Regions from separate parts of the Rattus norvegicus genome. Here region 2 is linked to region 1. A link is a contact called in public Hi-C data. All regions are on one chromosome and are shown on one strand. Each heading gives the region's core, a stretch centred on a gene start, on an enhancer-like site or on the middle of the called end of the contact. The rest is flanking DNA. Distances are from core to core; before and after follow the strand shown.

Region 1 (5,963 bases), core at 2,832-5,331:
TAACAATCAGATTCCTAAGCCTGCCTCTGACTGTAAACTTCAGTTATCAAATGGCCTTCGATACAAAAATGCTGAATAAAGAAATGTTTACAGACCTGCCATTCCTTGGACAGCCACAGTCTCTCCTTTTTCATGGTTATTTTCTGAACCTTTCATTGAGTTAACGCTTTAGTTTAGTTAAAAAAAAATCACCTTAATAGCTTTTTCCCCTAAGAGTCATATTTTAGGAACTATAGGCATTCAAATAATCAAATCTCTAAATAAAGGCTCCTTTCAGTACTTCAGAAAGTCCCTCTAGTAATTCTCCAACATTAGGATTTTAGCTATAACAAGTTTTCTTTCTCCTTTGGTTAATTTTTGTTACGTTTTTCTAAAGAACTTTATGCCTTCTACAATCCCTGTCTGAGATCAGAATCTCAGAGTTTCTTCAGTTATCTTTGGAAGTAGTTTCTTGCCCAATCTTTAGCTTTGTTTTTGTCTGAACTGGCCTCAGTGTAGTTTCCCACTTGACTGGCTGTTCAGAAGCAAACACATTACTTCGCTGATTGCATGCACAGGACTTGGGGAAGCAGGCTAGTCACCTATGGCCTTCTCCCTCCTGTGTGTCAGCAATGTAGCTGGAATGAAAGATTTTGGTGTACATAAGTCCAAGTTGACTAAAATTGAATTTCAGGTGATTGCCGTATAATCCAGACAGACACTTCTAATGAAAATTATTGAATAACAATATTCTAGAAAGTTATACGAGGATGTCCTGATGATCCAGGCAGAAGAGCCAGTTGTGCAATAAAAACAACTTAATTGAATGATCAACCTAGAAGTTCTCTCCTTACAAAAAGCCAGACTGCCTAGAATGGTTGCCTTCAGAAAAGAAAAAATCCATTTCTATGCTTTCCAGTTGGTAGACACAAGAAACTTAGCTGCTAATTTGTATTTGATTATAATTGATTTAAAAGTAGTTATCTATGTACAATCATTAGTTAGCATGCTGGGGAAATTGGATGATGAATTTGAGAAGGCGGGAAAGTCAAATAGGAACAGTGAAGTGTGCTTCCCTTTGCAGAACTTGGAAAAGAGGCTTGCAGCTTCCTAGTGGGAAGAAAAATGGGGCAAGGAGAAAGTGTGCTTCTATCAGTCTTACTGTGTGCAGGACACTGAACTGTACACTGTACGTGTGTTATTTATTTATATCTCCAAACAACCTGGAGGAGTCATTATTCTCAATGAACAAGTAATAAAACTATTCCTCAGAAGAGCATTAAGAGACACAACACCAATAGTAATATTAAATTTTTTACTATCGAGTATTCTGTAACAGATATGCTCAAGTTTTTATCCACTCATATCACTCGTTTTGCGTACATGAATTAACTAAGCACTACCGTCAGATCAGTACATGAATGTTCTCTAATGCTGTTTAGTATGAGATCTTAGATTGTATCCTAGATTTTAAAAAAAAAAATAATACTGTCGGTTTGAACTTAAAACTATAAGCTGAGCAACTGAGAGGCTGAAGAGGACCAAATGTTCAAGGTCACCTTGGGCTATGCAGAGGATATTGTTCCAAATAATCTTATAGCAAATAGGTGAACATTCATGTATACGAACATACATTCTTTCTTCTAAAGAAATAAATTTGTGTATGCATGTATATGTAAATATGTTTATGATATTTATATATACACTCTATACTTTTAATAAGACAAATGTATTTCTTGTGAATTACCTTTTCTAAATGCAGGGACTGCCTCTCTATTATAAAGTGTTAGGGTGGTATAATCATGTGAGATATGAAAGTTTTAATGAAGTCTCAGGTACTAATGGCAGTTATATTTTATATTTATATATACTTTTCTAGTTTGGAAATGGGTTAATAATTAGTTTGTCTGTTTCTCATAGAAGTTGAGCACCATAGACTGAAGTTAAAAGAGATCTGTCCTGGTCTAAATTCATACTTCCTTGTTCAATTCTTGTGGGGAGGAAGGAAGCCTTGAGTGTGTGCAATCTTTGGTGAATGGATATCATTGATATGGGCAGAGCCAGGCAAAAGACACCAAAACCCCAGTGTCACAGGGAAATGACAGTCTTCCCTGGTTTCCAAGCACCAGCCTCAGAATGGAGAGGGATTCTGAGAGATGGGGTGTGTCTTATTCAGGGTTTGAATTTTTGCTCAAAACACCATGACCAAGAAGCAAGTTGGGGAGGAAAGGGTTTATTCAACTTACACTTCTGCATTGCTGTTCATCACCAAAGGAAGTCAGGACAGGAACTCACACAGGGCAGGAAATTGGAGCAGTTGCTAATGGAGGGGCCATGGAGAGGTGCTGCTTACTGAATTGTTTCCCTTGGCTTGCTCAGCTTGCTTTTTTAGAGCACCCAAGACTACCAGCCCAGAGATGGCACCACCCACAATGGGCTGGGTCATCCCCCTTGATCACTAATTGAGAAAATGCCTTGCAGCTGGATCTCATGGAGGCATTTCCTCAAAGGAGGCTCCTTTCTCTGTGATAACTCAAGTTGACACACAAAACCAGCCAGTACAGGGTGTCGGGGAACAGCAAAAGGAAGGATTCAAAGGCAAATTGCGGGTTCAAGCTGAAGACCTGTCTTCTGCTTGATAAAGGTTTTCCAGTCTGCTTCAGTGTTCTGCTTTCTCTCTGGAGATCTCTCTGTCTATATTCTGCTTGCTTGCTATTCTAAGAGATCTGTCTGTCTATGCCCTGCTTCCTTTTGTGTGTGTGCTTCTGTCTTGGTGTCTGTGTGTGGGCATGTGTGTCTCCGTGTCTGTCAGTTCTCCAAGCAGTTCTCTTTTTTATCCTAAAAAATTCACTGGGTAGCTCATCTCCTGCAGAACACAGATCCATTCTTTTATTTTCCATATCAATTCAGTCATTTCCTCCAGGCTTCCTTCAGATTATCTTATAAGTCAGTACCCCCTGACCCTAGCTCTTTGATTCTGAAGATAGCAAGCAAACATTTTTTTTTCTTAACTTGGTAAAAGAATTCATAGATCTGTCTACCTTTGTTAAGGACAAAGGATAAACTACTTGGGCGGGTCTCTGCCCTGAAATCACCATTTCTACCACACCTGGGCCTAACCTTATTGTGTGCCAGGCTGACCTTTAACTCAGGAATCCGCCTGCCTTTGTTTCTTTCTGACCAGTTGGTTCATTAATGCAGCTGCCTTTGTTCCTTTAGATTCGTGAAGCCCTTCATAATTCATATTGCATATTTGCATAGTGGAAAAAATATTTTTGAACTCATGTATCTAGAGCTCTTCCCCATAGCCTTAAGGGTTGCCCATTTTGCTGAGACATTAGCCACACCTCTTGGACTCCTGCTATTTGATTATCATGGAGTCAATACCATTAACAGGAAGGACCTTCCTCAGAGAAATGTGAAATAAGAACATTATTCCACAAACAAGCCTTATGCCCACGGTAGTGATCAACACTCTTGGAGGCTCACACCAGGGCCCTGTCCCAAAAGCAAGAACAATGTCACCAAATTACTCCGTCCCCATCAGGGCTACACTGGGCTCGGCACCTTGTGGTCCATGTGGTATGCTGATACATGTGGAGAAAATGTCCACCACAGCTTTCGTCTTGCAAATATTTTCAGCCTAAAGACTGGTCCTCTCCAAACACTGCTCCAACCAAGCTTAGCTAAATCTCTCTCCTCACATCAGCTGAGCACCTAAAACTAGCTTTTCTGTACTGAAATAAACCTGCCTTGATCAGTTGTATGCAGTCACATTGTCTTTCTGTTCTACTCTATACATGCTGTGCTTGTGGGGTGTGGTGATTTCCCAGAGAACCTGGTCTTTACAATCCCAGCTTTCTTTTCATGCATCTGTCTTGCCTCTATTTCTTCATGACTCCTATCAGGTTCGTCCTTGGAGTCAAACAGAGAAGCAGTTCTTGGTCTTTGAATTTGGACACTCATAGTATAGTACTTGTCTCTGTTGGAATATTATAAACAGAGCTCAGAAGTCAATGGTTTTAGCACCCTGAATGCATCTGGCCTGAATGTTAAGCAGTATTCGGCCTGGTTAGTTCTTGGGCGGTGTTTTATTTTGCCACTTCCCTTGAGGTCCTAAGCTCTGAGTCATAGAACTGGAAAGTTTACAGGCCGATCATAACTGCTTAATGTGTGGCTGCGTGAGCGAAAGTTCCTTCCTGTAAAATCGTTTACCGAGGTCTATAAACTGGTTTCTGTGACAGCCCAGTTTCGTTTTAATTTCTCCCATGCTTGTTTATACTTTGTTGATATTGTTGATTTCTTAATCTATTGGCTCAGAATCTTGCATAATTTGTAAACTCATACTTCGTTTTACATTTCTATTTTCTTCCTCCTATTAAAAAGTGAACACTGATGAAAAATACCTGGAGGTAACAATAATAAAACATCCGTAGACACAAGGAAGTTAAAGGAGACTCTGTTTGAGGCAATAGAATGAGCAGGAGGTAAGGAGAGTTAGTGACGAGCTCAGTGGCAAAGTCTAATTTCTGCTTTACCCATCGTCCTTTGCTCCCCAGGAGGAACTGCTGATAATTATTAAAGCAGCCTTTGAAAACTGCAGAGTACCTAGTCTCATATAGCTATATACTAATTTTCCAATGTGGTCTAAAAAAAAAAAGCCCAGATTGAGATACTTCAACAACATAAACTTCTCACAATTCTCGAGGCTGTAAGTACCAGATTAGCCATGAGCAAGGTATCTCTTTTGGCATGCGCATTGCGGTCTTTTCCTTCTGTTCTTATCTGGTCATCCCTCTATGTACAACTGCATCCCAACCTCCTTTTAATAAAAATGTATTGCCTTTAAAAGCAAATCTTCATTAGCTCTCTGTCTTTCTGTCTTCACGTTAGGTCATGCTCTGATATACTAAGAATTAGATCCTCAACCTACAACTACACAAGAATACTAGCCAGATCAGAGAAGTCTGTTTTTTTATATTTTATATAATTTATGATATAAAGTAGTAAGATGCATAATTTTATCCCCATTTTACTGACAGGTAAATTCAGAGATATAAATTGATATGCTCAAGGGCATTTGATTCAATGAGATGAAGTCAGTTTTAGACAGTGCCATGATCATCTTCGTTAAGTTTTACCTGATCCATAATCTCCCATATATCAGAAAAAATGAGTGCTTAATATTTTGTTATACAGAACAATGATAAATATAAACTCTGTGTGTGTTTGTGTGTGTGTGTGTGTGTGTGTGTGTGTGTGTGTGTGTGTGAGAGAGAGAGAGAGAGAGAGAGAGAGAGAGAGAGAGAGAGAATACGCGTGGAGATCAAGGGATAGTTATGTAAAGTCAATTATATCCTTCCTTACTGAGTACTGGTGTTTGAAGTGAGGTCACCAGGTTTGGCTCCTGGCATCTTTTAATTGCTTTGCTATTATGCTGGTAAACAGCCTATCCTTCAAGATGGAAGGTGTTTGCATTTTCAATTCTATTAGGAACATTCCTTGTTATGCTAAAGTACTAAACATTAATAATCAGAATACTTGTAAAAGTCTAGCACATATAAAGCATTAAGATGGGAAAATTTACATTTTCAGAACCTTACTTGATTCATCCACAATTCTTTCTATGAAAAATCTCATTTTCCTTTTTCTGATGTATCACTTACTAGAAAATAGTTTAAACTACAAGGCTGTAGATCAAGATTCTCATTTTCGTATTCAGAGTTTATATTTGAATTGATGACTAGATTGTAAGAATCTAGTAAGACACAGGCGGATCTCTGAGGCTTTCTGGAGCCAGTGTGGCTTTAATTAACAAACTCTAGGACAATGAATAACCCTCCCTGCAGGAAAAAACTCAACAAGGTGGATGGCATTTGTGTAGTGACACCCCAGGTTGATCCCCCAGCCTCCAGACATACACATTCATACATCTGTGTGTACACATACACATATATAAATCACACCCAAACACACACAAGGGA
Region 2 (5,957 bases), core at 1,945-4,444, 200 kb after region 1:
GTTAATTTTATATGCTTACCATGAATATACTTCAACTATTTTAAAATCATTTTGAAGATTAAACCCCCACTAATATTCTACATTCTTGTTTCATTACCAAATATCAGATATGCATTTTCCTTTCAGCTTTATGCAAATAGGCTAGAAAATGAATCCCGAGAGTAAGGACTCATTGCTCTGCAAATTGACAGAAAACGGCTATTATTGCCAATGTAAATTAAGTCTCATACTTTCATATTGTTTAGTGTTGTTCTCACAGGCAGTTTTACATCATGATTGCCAAATTAGCTCTTGTAAATTATGTTACCGATAATAAGATTAGATACTCATAAAAATATTACATTATCCCAAATATAAAAATTCAACTACAGATTCAAAAATTGGCTGAATTCTAATAGGAGAATTGAAAAAGTACAGCTTATTTGATTCTCTGAATTATCTGAAATAGTAGGTTTTCTTGAGAGATATTTTAATAGATTAATAGATAGATTAATAGAATCAATTTATGATTAAAACGCTTCGTTATGTATAATGTGCCTAGAGTCCCCATGTCTTAATTGAGAAAAGGATATTCACAGAGTCCTTAATAGTCACATATTTTCATAAAAAGTTTGCCTTTAATCCACAGCATTTTATATATTATGATATGAATATTATAAGAATATAAAATTAATTTTTATAGGAGACCTCAAACTATGGACAGTTTATAATATTCTAGATAAATTGGTTTGAGACAAATAGATAATCTTTCCCTTTGTGTAATTATATGGTGTATAAGGACACATGTACAGATAATAAAATGTTTCAGTCTAAATGGTCTTTAATTTGTAGCTCATTATTTGAAATTCCTTTGAAATGCATTTAGACAATGATTACTGAGTCCCGTGAAGACCTATTAAAATGTGATGGCCTTAATGATCAGATTTTAGCCAAGTCAGACCAGCTTTGTCATTTGTCTAGGAATATTTTGCACACACCACTCCTTATAACTTGTGACTATTATATTACCTTTTGCATTCCAACATAGACTATGACTATAAACAAAAATTTTCCATGCTTCAACAAAATGTATCTTATAGCTTGGTAAGATTCAGATTACAATTAATGTTTCATATTATTTTCAGTAGCTCCTACCACGAAATAACATGGGGATTTTTTTCCTTTAGTATTGAAGATATTATAGTAGAGTTTCTTAGTAGCTAAAGAATAAGTGACTTAATGATAATACATCATTTTCACATAAGAATTTAGAAAGGTATTCTTTAAAAAACTGTGTTTATTTGTTCTTAAACTAGTATCTTAGAATCCATACTTTGTGATTATTATTGTCTATGATGTTTTTGTCACTGTCCTTAAAATTATTAACATTTGGACTGAGGAGGTCAGTCAAAAGGTAAGAGAATTTGCTTGGCATGATCACCAGTGTCCAAGTCCTCAGAATCCTTATGAAAGCCATGGTTGTGCCTGTAACACCAGCACTGAGGAGTGGAGAGACATAGATACCAAAAACTCTCTTCTCCAACAGCCCAGTGAAAATAGTGAGCTTGACGTTTATGAAGAGATTATGCCTCACATCGTAAGAAAAAGAGCTATTTGGTAAGATGTCAGACTTCATGCTCTGGCTACTTCATGTTAATATACTGGTCCATGAAGCCACTCAGTCATATCATACCACACACACACACACACACCAGATTTATTAATTCAATCTTCAGCTTCCTATAAAATTGTTGGATGTCTTGCTTACAAATCATTACAGAATCATAAATTTTGCCACAAGATTCAAGAAAGGAGAGGATGGTCCATTATCATTTTAACATACTCATTTAGTCATGGTAAAACTTTCACACAGGTTGGTGAATGGGCAATTAGTTGTGCTTGATATGTGCATGTTAGGCCCATCCCCACCACCAATGCAAAGATACAAGTCTGTAACTCCACTCCTTAGAGAGTTCACTGGTCAAGCTAGCCTAGACCAGAGGATAAACTCCAGTTTCAGTAAGAAACTCTATTTCAAAAAGGGCAGCGTCTAATGAGAAAGGAAAGTAAGCAAAGGGTGCATGTGAGTGCACCGCCCAAATGTGCGCGCACGCGTGCGCGCACACACACACACACACACACACACACACACACACACACACACACACACACATGCATGCACATATACATACCCAATTCCTGAAGAACTCTGTACAATTATGTAAGTCATTGTCTTAGAGTTTTACTACTGTAAACAGGCACCATGACCAAGGCAAGTCTTACAAGGACAATATTTAATTGGGGCTGGTTTACAGGTTTGGAGGTTTAGTCCATTATCATCAAGACAGGAGCATGGCAGTGTCTAGGCAGGCACGGTGTAGGAGGAATTGAGAGTTCTACATCTTTATCTACAGGCCAGTAGGAGACGACTGACTCCCACATAGTCAGGAGAAGGGTTATAAAGTCCATGCCCAAAGTGACGTACCTCCTCCCACAAGGCCACACCTCCCAATAGTGCCCCCTGCCTCGGGCCAAGCATATTCAAACTACCACAGTCATTTTGCTGGAAGCAGATCTAAGTTACTGAGTCACATTTTAAAAATCAAAGCTCTGCAAACACACACACACACATGATAGTCTAAACATGTGTCTTCTTACAAGGTACATTTGGAGGCCAAAAACAGACTTTCATAATGGTAAGATCAGATATATTTTTTGGACCAAAATGTATTCTGAAAATTTTCTGTTGGTTATGAAAACAACCTGTTATAGAGAAGCAAAAACAGGAGGAACAACTGCCTTGATATTTTAAAGGTGAACTTACGATAGCCACAACCTGGAGCACGAGGACAAAAATGTCTTTAATTTGATCATTCTTTGCCTGCAAAATGCCACAGACATTATTATTTTCTTGAAAGCGCCGGAAACATGTCCTGATGCTTTAAAGCCTCTCATTCTTCTTAGTACACTGAGGTATTTCTAGTTCCTTCTTTCCTATTCCCAGCTTCACCCGTGTCATTAAAGTATACTGTCTGCTTTAGTCCGGGAGGCATTTATGGCCTCCACTGTCTTCTGAACTCTGGCAGAGATAATGCATCTGGGTTTCCTTAGTGATATTCTGAACACATTTTTGCTCTCTTCCACCCAGAGCACATACTTCTGGTGGAATTCCTGTTGTGTGGGAGGCCAGCTAAGCTGCATTCACACACTGGCACTCCCAGATGTGGTCTCCCTGGATTTGTTCCAGTCCCTCTGTCTCAGCAGCCAGACATGTGTTGCTGAAGTCTTTTCTTCAGCATCTGAGCTCGACAACCACAGGAGTCTTTGTGCTGTTTATTTATCTGATAGCTGTTGAGCCTCTGTCTCTCTCTGACTCGCTGTCTCTCTGTCTCTCTGTCTCTGTCTCTCTCTGTCTCTGTGTGTGTGTGTGTGTCTTTCCTTCTTTTATATGCTTGTGATTCCTTCTTTTCTATTAAAATTGTAAAACAGTTTGTTTCCACGGCAAAAAGTTAGACTTTTAATGGGAGCCAGGAGATGAGATACTGTGTTTGCCTGTTTGTTTTAACTACAGGAAGGTCACTACAACTGTGACTGCAAGCAGACACCTGCACCATCTGTTTTTGTCAACAAGCCTTTCAAAAGAACACAATATACAGTCATTTCCCACCAGGATGTGTTCTTCCAGACCTATGAAGAACTTTGGCTCACCTGAAACATGACTATTTTTTGAAAAAAATTTTTTTTTGCTATATTAAATGGTAGTAAGAATTGGGTGTTTGTGAGGAAAAAAGAAATCATGTCTGAAGTTAAAAGCTTGAATCCTACCCCCCTTTGTCTCTCTGTCTCTCTGTCTTCCTGTCTCCTCCCAAACCTTCCTCTCTCTTGGTCCTTTGGTGATGATTGGGGAAATGAGACGACAGAGTTGGAGAGCAGTCGCAGCCACCCAGCCTTCACTGTTCAGACTGATTTGAATACTTGAGGTAGATACAAGATGATTGACATATAATACTACCAATGGTGGTGTGTATACAATTGAGGGAAAGGCATCATTCATAGGAAGTGATCACAATTCTTTGTCAACTGATCCCCATCACTAGGGAAATACCCAGTGAGTGAAATTCGAGGGCCTTCAGAGTCCAGTCAGGCATCACAGCTCTCTATTTGCTGTTATTTATTCTGTGATGTACACAAAAGCCAAACAATGTATGCATCAGATATTTTTGTTCACATGTGAGAACAGACAGTGTCTTTATCATTTAAATAAGGGAAACTGAGACTACAGACAGCTCGGCAAGAAAAGGAAATATCCTATCTGGCCTCCTGAAAGTTCAATGATTTCATTAACACCTCCCCCCAACCCCCTGCGTCATAGTTATTTGTTTAAAACAGGAAACAGGCTTTTAATGTTAGGGATAGGATTGTGAGACCAGAAAACATCACAATGTGGATGAGGGCTGAGTGTGACAGAGAGTCATAGTCTCAATTCTTGACTTTCGCTTTCCATCCTAAGAACAATCTTAAACTTTGGCTTTTATCCAGAGGATCTCCCTGATCTCAGAAGAGCAAATATTCTACTGGTTTAATTTTCTCAGAGGAAATGGTTTTCCTCAGTCTTGACATCCCTAAAGGGGAGCCCATCATGGATAGATTTTCTATGTTAATGAGTTATTTTCTTTTACCTTTCTAAGTCATCTTCATAAACATTGCTTAGTTTGAAAAGGTGAGATTTTGTTTACTGTAGAAAAATACATTTTTTAGAGTATTCTTTTTCTTTTAATGTGAGACAAAAAAGAGAAGAAGGAAAACCCATAGCTTGTTTAGTGCAGAACAGAATGTTAGGTTAACTGCCTGAATCAGAACTTTCCCATACTGACTTAGGAATGAAGGCTTGTCCTGATTAGTAATCTTCACCAAGTTCGAAGGGTTAGAGGTGACTCAGGCTCCACGAATGTGTTCTGGTCTTATTTAAAGAAAGGCCCCTGAGTCATGTGGAGTTGTGTCAAAATGTGTGGTATGTCATGTTATTTTAAAAAGACAGCGTGGAGAGAGGAAATTGAACTATCTTCTTTTTTTTTTCAGGGAACTTTGCCCTTTTGCAGAAGTCATTTCCCACACATCTCCCTTTCTCTGCAGTGAGGCTGTGGTGTATTTTTATCATAGATATATCCCTAATGACTTCTCATGTCAAGCTTGCAAAGTGAACTATTTTTCATTAATATTTATCCTCAGATGCTGTTAAATGCATTGCTTAGAGATGAATACATTTACCATCGATCTCCTATCATTTGGAAGGCTCATCCATCTGAAAAGATGGCTAAACACATATATTTGTTATTTTTAACAATAGAAAAATTCACAAACAGAAATGAGCTTCATTTGTCTTAGCTAAGAAAATTTGAAAGTGTCAATCTTGTTTGTATTCTGGATTTTAAAGTGCATGTAAAAATTTTTTAGAAATGTTAAAAAAATGAAATTAAAAAGTATAAAGACCCAAAGGGCTGCCAGGGGAAGAAAAGGCAGCTTTCTTTAGAGCTGTGATTTGTGATACATTGACCATATTTCTGTGCATGCCCTTACATTCATGTGCAGGTAGAAAGCAAATTCAGTGGGTTGATTATTTATATATTGAAAAATCATAACAAGAAAATGAAATTGTGAGGATGTATGTGTGGATCCAGGCCTCCAACAGGAGAAGTATCAGAAGAAATGATTCCACTTGCATAAAATTCTCAAAGGGTAAATTAAAATATTACATAAAAATAAATATGTAAATTTTAAAAATGTTAAAAGCATTTTGATGGGAAAATTACACTTAGTTAAGATGGACTGTATCATTAGGGTTCATGATCAAGTATGAAATATTGAGTAAGGACTTGTCCAGCTCCATGAGTTGTTCTGTTATTATAAATCCACTTTTGCTTCTGAGTGTCTTTCTCTATACAACAGGACTAGTATATGTTTCTACTTCTGTTTGGGTA

What was found. Hi-C and Micro-C count contacts between places; a contact is called where the count stands out from the background.
Region 2: a contact with region 1 is called in a Hi-C map of the A7r5 cell line, with 5 times the contacts expected there. The contact joins two enhancer-like sites. A contact is called at or near these places in 2 of 12 Hi-C or Micro-C datasets (the A7r5 cell line and the Rat2 cell line).

What each region holds. Positions count from the first base shown.
Region 1 is chr17:69,794,295-69,800,257 of GRCr8, forward strand. All of the region lies in intron 3 of LOC102554523 (a long non-coding RNA gene), which reads left to right. Among named protein-coding and RNA genes, the nearest start is that of Klf6, 340 kb to the left of the region's middle. Within about 2 kb of position 4,082, at least 22 of the 93 cell types and tissues checked have an H3K27ac peak or open chromatin away from gene starts, as enhancers often do. A contact at or near this core is called in the A7r5 cell line, where this site is marked.
Region 2 is chr17:69,993,372-69,999,328 of GRCr8, forward strand. No RefSeq gene overlaps it. Among named protein-coding and RNA genes, the nearest start is that of Klf6, 540 kb to the left of the region's middle. Within about 2 kb of position 3,195, at least 16 of the 93 cell types and tissues checked have an H3K27ac peak or open chromatin away from gene starts, as enhancers often do. A contact at or near this core is called in the A7r5 cell line, where this site is marked.